2 separate regions of the Zea mays genome follow, and region 1 is linked to region 2. Evidence: chromatin contacts called from public Hi-C data. All regions are on one chromosome and are shown on one strand. Each heading gives the region's core, a stretch centred on a gene start, on an enhancer-like site or on the middle of the called end of the contact. The rest is flanking DNA. Distances are from core to core; before and after follow the strand shown.

The links. A called contact is a pair of places that touch in the nucleus more often than the background predicts.
Region 1: a contact with region 2 is called in a Hi-C map of ear, with 2.2 times the contacts expected there. The contact joins the promoter of LOC100194037 here to the promoter of LOC100101532 in region 2. A contact is called at or near these places in 8 of 25 Hi-C or Micro-C datasets (bundle sheath, ear, endosperm and 2 more) and 2 of 3 datasets of contacts at active chromatin or transcription factors (leaf and seedling).

What each region holds. Positions count from the first base shown.
Region 1 is chr6:171,483,280-171,486,819 of Zm-B73-REFERENCE-NAM-5.0, forward strand. LOC100194037 (F-box protein) reads right to left here and starts at 1,334. Exons shown (of 6, transcript NM_001139098.1): 1 at 970-1,334. The coding sequence starts at 1,187. It overlaps LOC103631604 (DUF936 family protein), which reads left to right and starts at 2,170. Exons shown (of 2, transcript XM_008652475.2): 1 at 2,170-2,817; 2 at 3,047-3,151. The coding sequence starts at 2,170. The coding sequence ends at 3,151.
Region 2 is chr6:171,327,838-171,331,451 of Zm-B73-REFERENCE-NAM-5.0, forward strand. It overlaps LOC100101532 (respiratory burst oxidase-like protein C), which reads left to right and starts at 1,293. Exons shown (of 14, transcript NM_001112548.1): 1 at 1,293-2,017; 2 at 2,107-2,266; 3 at 2,368-2,416; 4 at 3,071-3,184. The coding sequence starts at 1,357.

The DNA.
Region 1 (3,540 bases), core at 84-2,583, 160 kb after region 2:
GGAGGACGTCGACCTGTGTAGGCAGGCTTGTTGAGAACTTGCAGTAGCTTAATGCCTTGTTGTATCTTTTCAAGTTATTTCAGTTCTTCTGCAGACCCTGCTTGCATCCTTCTTATATGCAATAGCAGTGCTCCTGCTTTATTTTTTCTTTAAAAAATAAAAAGAGTGAGAGAACTCGTGCACAAGCTATGACAATTGTTTTGTAAAGCGTAAACTGATACAGTATTATCACCCTATTTACATCTATAAGCCTGCCTATAATGGAGCCACTTCTTATAATGGGCTGGATATTAGTTTTGATTTTTTTTATTCCATATTAATTCTGAACAGATCAAGCACATTACGTAACAGTATTTATCCTTGTACAAACTTCACTTAAGATTTGAAGTTCAGTTTTGCAGATGAGGGAATACAACACCAATGCTTCTCTACGATGTATTAGTCATCGATAATACTTTTTTTCTTTTACATATCATTGGTGATCAATTAATCATCCCAGAACAATGACTGTCAAAGTGACAGCGTACACCTGATACTGGCAGAATTATTCAAGCGATGTTTCAACATCAGAGCTACTCTAATGTCGTCATACAAATTACAAAGTGCTTAAGAGTATGAACCTAAGAACAGACAACCTATTACAATGTATGCTCAAACCATCGGGTTGATGAGAGAGCTATATGAATGCTGTGTTAGCCTGACCAACAGATGCGGATCTGCGTACCTACAATCGTTGTTGCTCTAAGGAAAATATTGTGTGAACACTATGGATAGAACAAGCTAGAAATAAACATCTAAGATAAGCCCATGCAAGCAAAAATATCAATCATCATCAATACATATCCACGGGGCTGGCGGCTAAATTTTTCGAGCAGCAAACTATCATCAACGGGCAGTAATCAAACAAATTCGGCAATCCCGCAAACATCAGGGATGCTGGATACATGCATGATTGGAGAGGAGGCTTACTCGGGAAGGAGGCGAAACGCGAGTAGCACGTCGGAGGCAACGAGCGCCTGGGCTGCCTTAGGGAGGTCCGCGTATCCGAGGCGCAGCAGCGCTGCAAGCTCGCCGCAGGCCGTGGGATAGTCCCAGGGCCGCGACAGCGCAGCCCCGATCCCCATCTCCCTGTACCTCTCCGCCGCACCCGTCTCCGGCCGACGCGGCTGCCGCCGCCTCACCGGCATGGCTGCTGAGCAGAGGCAGGAACCCGATGTGTGGAGCCGTCCCTTGTGGATCGGAGCCACGATCCGCCACTCCGCTCTCCACCTCACCGTCACCGTCGTCGTGTCCACCTCTCACCGGCCACAAGCCAAGCCAAAACAGCTGAATAGCCTCCAGCACCTCGGACTGGGCTGCGCGGCTACGCCTGTGCACGGCCACGAGATGACGAGGGTTGCCTGGGTTGGCGTCCATCGACGATGGGTCGATGTAATGTGAATTGTGGGCCGTTGGCCCAGATTGATCTGGGGTCCTTAGCAGTTTTTGGAGTTCAAATTTACTCCGCATCTCTATTTTAAACCTATCTCTATTTTTAATACATACTAGGTGAGTGCCCGTGCGTTGCAACGGAAACATATAATATCATAATAACGTATGTATAAATATGTAAAGTGTACTCATGGTGCCGAACCTTCAGATTATCACCAAGAACATGCAAACATACCAATGCCTCTGTCTATGTCTAGCTATAATCCATCAACATTGTTGAGTTTTAACACAGACTGCTATTTTAAAATTCGGGCACTTCAACAGTTCACTTGTATCCCCAACTCACCAGAAAACAATATAGATCACGTTTAATCTAGATGATTCTTCATTAAGTGAACAGGTAGCTAAACCAGATCTAATGACTTGACTGCTACAAAACTTGGATCCAATCAACAAACAAATAAGTGCCACAAGCTGGTTTTGAATAATCCTAGTGTGGCTAGAAGTAGTGTTTCTCAGTTAAGTAGTACCTTATTTTGTTGTGCAAGTACAATGAAGCTGGAAATAATTCAAGACCAGCTGTCTATATAAACAACCGTGGTCCGATAATGGACTTCTTTAAACTGGACCACCATTACGAAGACATATTAATCCACATGTGGTGGATAATGGACTTACAATTAACTCCCATTACTTTCTGTTTCTTTCAGAGGAAAAGAATAAGCTGGCTCAAAGATAATGGCATCTCTTACTCCAGGAATACTATTAAAGGTTCTTAAAAATATTAACTCAGATGTGAAAGTATGTGGAGAATACCGGTCCATACTTCTCCAAGTTATTAGCATAGTCCCTGCAATCACTGGTTCAGAACTTTGGCTAGACCATGGTTTCTTCATCAGAGTTTCAGATTCTTCACACTCAACATATGTTTCCTTGTCCAAGGAGGACAACGAACTCATCTTGTCAAACAAACTACAACTCGAACAGTTCATATATGTTGAGAAGGTGCAGTCAAGTATCCCTGTCCCAGTTCTTGTAGGGGTCCACCCAGTTCCAGGAAGGAACCCTTGCATTGGAAACCCAAAGGATTTGATGCAAATGTCAACTCCCTTTGGGATTACGGAAGCACCGGATCATCAATGGAGGACTTCCAAGTCAGCTGATATGTCTGAAAGTGAAAAGGAAAATTTGCAGAGGAAGGTAATTATCGAAGAGCAGAAGACAGTTGTTGCTTCCCGTTACATGCTTGGGGTATCAAGCAATAACGGGAAAATTACCAGTATCAACTCCAGTATTGATAGTGACAAAAGTAATGGAGGAAGCACCATATCTGAACCAAATAAAAAATCTATTGCCTCGAAAGTCAGACAAGAGGCAAAACCTCAGGTATGTATGTTGAAGCTCATAGGTCTAATTCAGAAGTCTGGGTTTTCAAGTTCCTAATAGACGTTGATATTTTAGTTGATAAAACCTGTATAAAATATGATTTGTAAGAAATAGCAGGGATATGATCTGTGAGCTCTTATGAATTTTATACAAACAACGCTTTGAACCAAAAAAACTATCCATATCTTCTGAAGAGGTTAAAAAAACAATGCTTGATGATTACTTTCAGGAACAGCCAAATAATACATCTACTGGTAATACTAAGTTAGTTTCCACAAAGCAAGAAATTAGCAAGGACACACGCAAGAATGGTGGCGCTTCACCTAGGTTATAGGTTAAACTTCATTAAATTCTTCTTTGCCATCTTTACTAAATTAACCATTTGCTAGTGCAGTAAACCAGTTGTCTATATAAATATCGCGATATGCAGATGTAGCCGGTGCAGCCAGAAAAACTTGGTGATTGCAGCTTGTGGATCCGCTTCATAAGATCCCCTTATCTCAGAAAAAAGCTACTCAGTACAAATAGGGTGTCAATTGTTTTGGAAGACAATGTGGATTATTCTCACTGCACTCAATGCACACGTTTCTTAAACATGAACACTTGCCTACTCATCATGTTTTATAATGGATAGTGGATGCATTACCAAAAATCAGCCACCTGGATTCAATGTGCAAACCCCACATTCAGTACCGTTCTCTTCATCATATCAAGCATCACATT
Region 2 (3,614 bases), core at 43-2,542:
GAGGGAGAGCCGGAGAAGAGGAGATTAGGGTTAGGGTTAGAGATTAGGATGGCCGACTGGAGAGAGAGAGAGAGCCGGAGAGGGACTTATCTGCCAAGCCGCAGCCCGGAGCCGGAGACGATGACGCGGGACGATGGGAGGGAGAGCCGGAGTCCGAAGAGCGGAGATTAGGGTTAGGGATTTGTGATTAGGGTTAGGGATTTCACCGATGCAGAGCCGGAGCCTGGAGAGCGGCGCCGCACGGAACGGGGCTAGTGACGAAGATCCGGCAGAGACTACGGCGACGGTCGACGGTGAGGCGGTGAGCAGCAGGCGGAGCGAGGAGCAACGGAGAGGCCGAGGGCGAGAGGCGAGACCGCGAGAGGGAGAGAGCCGAGCGAGCGGACAGCGGAGACGGAGAGTGGCCGAGTGGGGCCAACCGCCAGCGGGAGGACGAGCTTATGCCTCGCTCCCCGATACCGGGCCGGTCGGTGCCTGCCGTTTTTAGGCGGGCCGAGCCGTGCCGCCCGGCGAGCGCAGCCAGCAACCCAGGCACAACCTGATTGGTTGGTCCGAGCCGGCCCGGGCACGCATCCAGCCGGACCGGGCCGTGCTTGGGCCGAGCCAAAAAAAAGGGCCTCGTGCCGGGCTGCCGTGCTCTAGGTTGCATGCTCATCTATATTCCCAATCGGACGGTCGGTTATTACATGATTATAAAAAATAATTGTAAGTTGTTAATTTTGATGGACATAATGTAAGATTTTATCGTATTTTATGAGGTTGTTAACGAGTTTTTTTAAAACCGAAAACTATATGTTATACCTATAGAAATTATAACAAACTAAAACTATAGGTTTGATTTAAAAATATGTAATAACCATCGTCTGAAACTAAAATCCAGCCACATTGTCATTAATGAAAGTTAGCAAGTCTCTGTCGCTGGAGTGGCAAGTGCGGACGCGTACATATCACACTGACCGGGCAGTAATAAATATTTTATGAGCTGGCGGAGCGGATGTACCGGCCGCGGCGCCGCGGCACGCCAGCACGTACTAGCCTGTGCCTGGACTCCGCTCGGCACCGGCTAGCTTGGACTCCGCTCCGCTTGTCCGCGGCACGAGCACGAGGGTGCCTTTCTTTCTTTCTTTCTTTCTTTCTCCACGCACACACGCGCGCGCAGTTGGGGAGAGAGAAAGAGGGGTGACTACGAGCTACCGCGTTTTAGGTCGCGCCGGCTTGGACTGTTGCGTGAGCTATATCTTTTTCTCGCTCGCTCGCTCCCAAATCGTCAAAGGAAGTTTGGTGGTGGTGGTGGCTTCATTGCTTCAAGCAGCGGCCGGGGGGTGAGGAGGACAGACAGACAAGGGGGAAGGAGTGATGCGAGGAGGAGGAGGACCGGGCGTCGGCACGCCGGGGCGCCCGCGATGGGGCTCCGGCGCCACGACGCCGCGGTCGCTGAGCACGGGCTCCTCTCCGCGCGGCTCGGACCGGAGCTCCGACGACGGGGAGGAGCTGGTCGAGGTCACGCTGGACCTGCTGGAGGACGATAACATTGTGCTGCGGAGCGTCGAGCCGGCGGCGGCCGCGGCTGCTCCGGCTCCGCCCCGCCGCCACCCGGACCCTACCCCGTCCTCGTCCGCGGCCCCGTCGCGCTCGCGCTCGCCCGCGATGCGCCGGACCTCCTCGCACCGCCTGCTGCAGTTCTCGCAGGAGCTCAAGGCCACCGCCAGCCGCGCCAAGCAGTTCTCGCAGGACCTCACCAAGCGCTTCACGCGCACCCAGAGCCGCGCCAATCTCGCGGGGGAGCCACCGGCTGCCGCGCCCTCGGGCATCGACGCCGCCCTCGAGGCCCGCGCCCAGCGCCGCCGCCGCGCGCAGCTCGACCGTACCAAGTCCGGCGCGCAGCGCGCGATCCGCGGCCTCCGCTTCATCAGCGGCGGCAACAAGGCCAGCAACGCCTGGATCGAGGTCCAGGCCAACTTCGACCGCCTCGCGCGCGACGGCTATCTCTCCCGCGCCGACTTCCCCAAATGCATAGGTTCACTTCTCCCCTTCCCCTTCCCCTTCCAGAAACCCCAGGCTTCTTCGAGTGACTAGTTCCTAATCGCATTGGAGTTCTGGATGCAGGGATGACGGAGTCACAGGAGTTCGCGATGGAGCTCTTCGACACGCTGAGCCGCCGCCGGCAGATGCAGGTGGACAGGATCAACAAGGATGAGTTGCGCGAGATCTGGCAGCAGATCACCGATAACAGCTTCGACTCGCGCCTCCAGATCTTCTTTGACATGTAACCCCGCAATCTGAGAACTTCTATCTAATTAGCGCTCTATGAACACATCAGGTTTTCAGTTAATCCGTCTTCGTTTTGGTATGTATCATTTTAATCAGGGTGGATAAGAATGCAGATGGCCATATCACGGAGGCCGAGGTGAAAGAGGTAAACAATTCCTCGTCGTCGCTGTGCTTTGTGTTTCACTTGCGATATTTTTTCCTCTCCCGTATGGGGATATTTTCGTACAATTATTTGGGGTCTTTTGATAACTGGTCTGTCCATTTCCATGCCTCTGTAGTTATATGTACTTGTTTTCTTGTTGCCTTACAAGTTTGTGTTCCTGGATTTGCGCATAATAAGGATTACGGACTCAGTAGCTTGGAGAAACATTGCCGACTAATCGAGGCATCCCGGCGAAACTGGCGGAGAAAGCATCCCCACCACCGGCCGGTCTCCAGACATCTTTTTTTTTTTTTTGGCAAAATCGATATTGGTCGTTCTAGAACGTGGGAGGGGTTCTTAGTAAATTTACTATTGATGGAGATGGAACTCTAACCTACAGGAGGCTGGAGGCTAGAAAGCAATAGTTGGTGGGGGCATTTCAGTCATGCTGCCTAACTAGTACTCTAATCTGCTCAAACAGCGTGGAACCGGGGTGGGGGGGGGGGAGCTTTTGGATTAGAGCTTATTTTATTTATTGAACTGGGGTCATAGTCTAAAGGGCCAGGCTAGGTTGTTTGGTTACTTTTTTCGATGCGGGAAAACTGAAAAGTATGTTCGTGATCAGTTTATTGAAAAATGACATTTTTTTGTTTCCAGATCATTATGCTGAGTGCTTCTGCTAATAAATTGTCGAGGCTTAAGGAGCAAGCTGAGGAGTATGCAGCCTTGATCATGGAGGAACTTGATCCTGAAGGGCTTGGCTACATTGAGGTAAGCATAGCATGTTGTTTTATCCCATACTGCCTATGATCTGAGACAAATAACTGATTCCATAGTACTCTTTATATTGCATGATCCCATCAGTATCCACTGATTTTGAAGGTGTTTAGAAGATGTTGAATTACTGAGTAGAGTGACAAAAAAAGAGAGTTTTGACTGGATGTATTTGGGTCTGTCCACTGTCCAGTAATAAATTGATACTGCAGGCCTGATTAACTTGTTTTAACCAAACAACATGACAAGGTTGGTCACTTCACCAGCCATTATTTCTTATTTGGTGAAAATTGAAACGGAGGTTAACCAATTTTTTTTAAAGAATCCCATTCCCGGGTCAGTATCTGAAGGAGGATTTTGTTTTCTTGCTCCCGCCTAGTCAAACCCTTCCACTGATCTCCTCCAACTGTCCTAAATACCAGTCTAA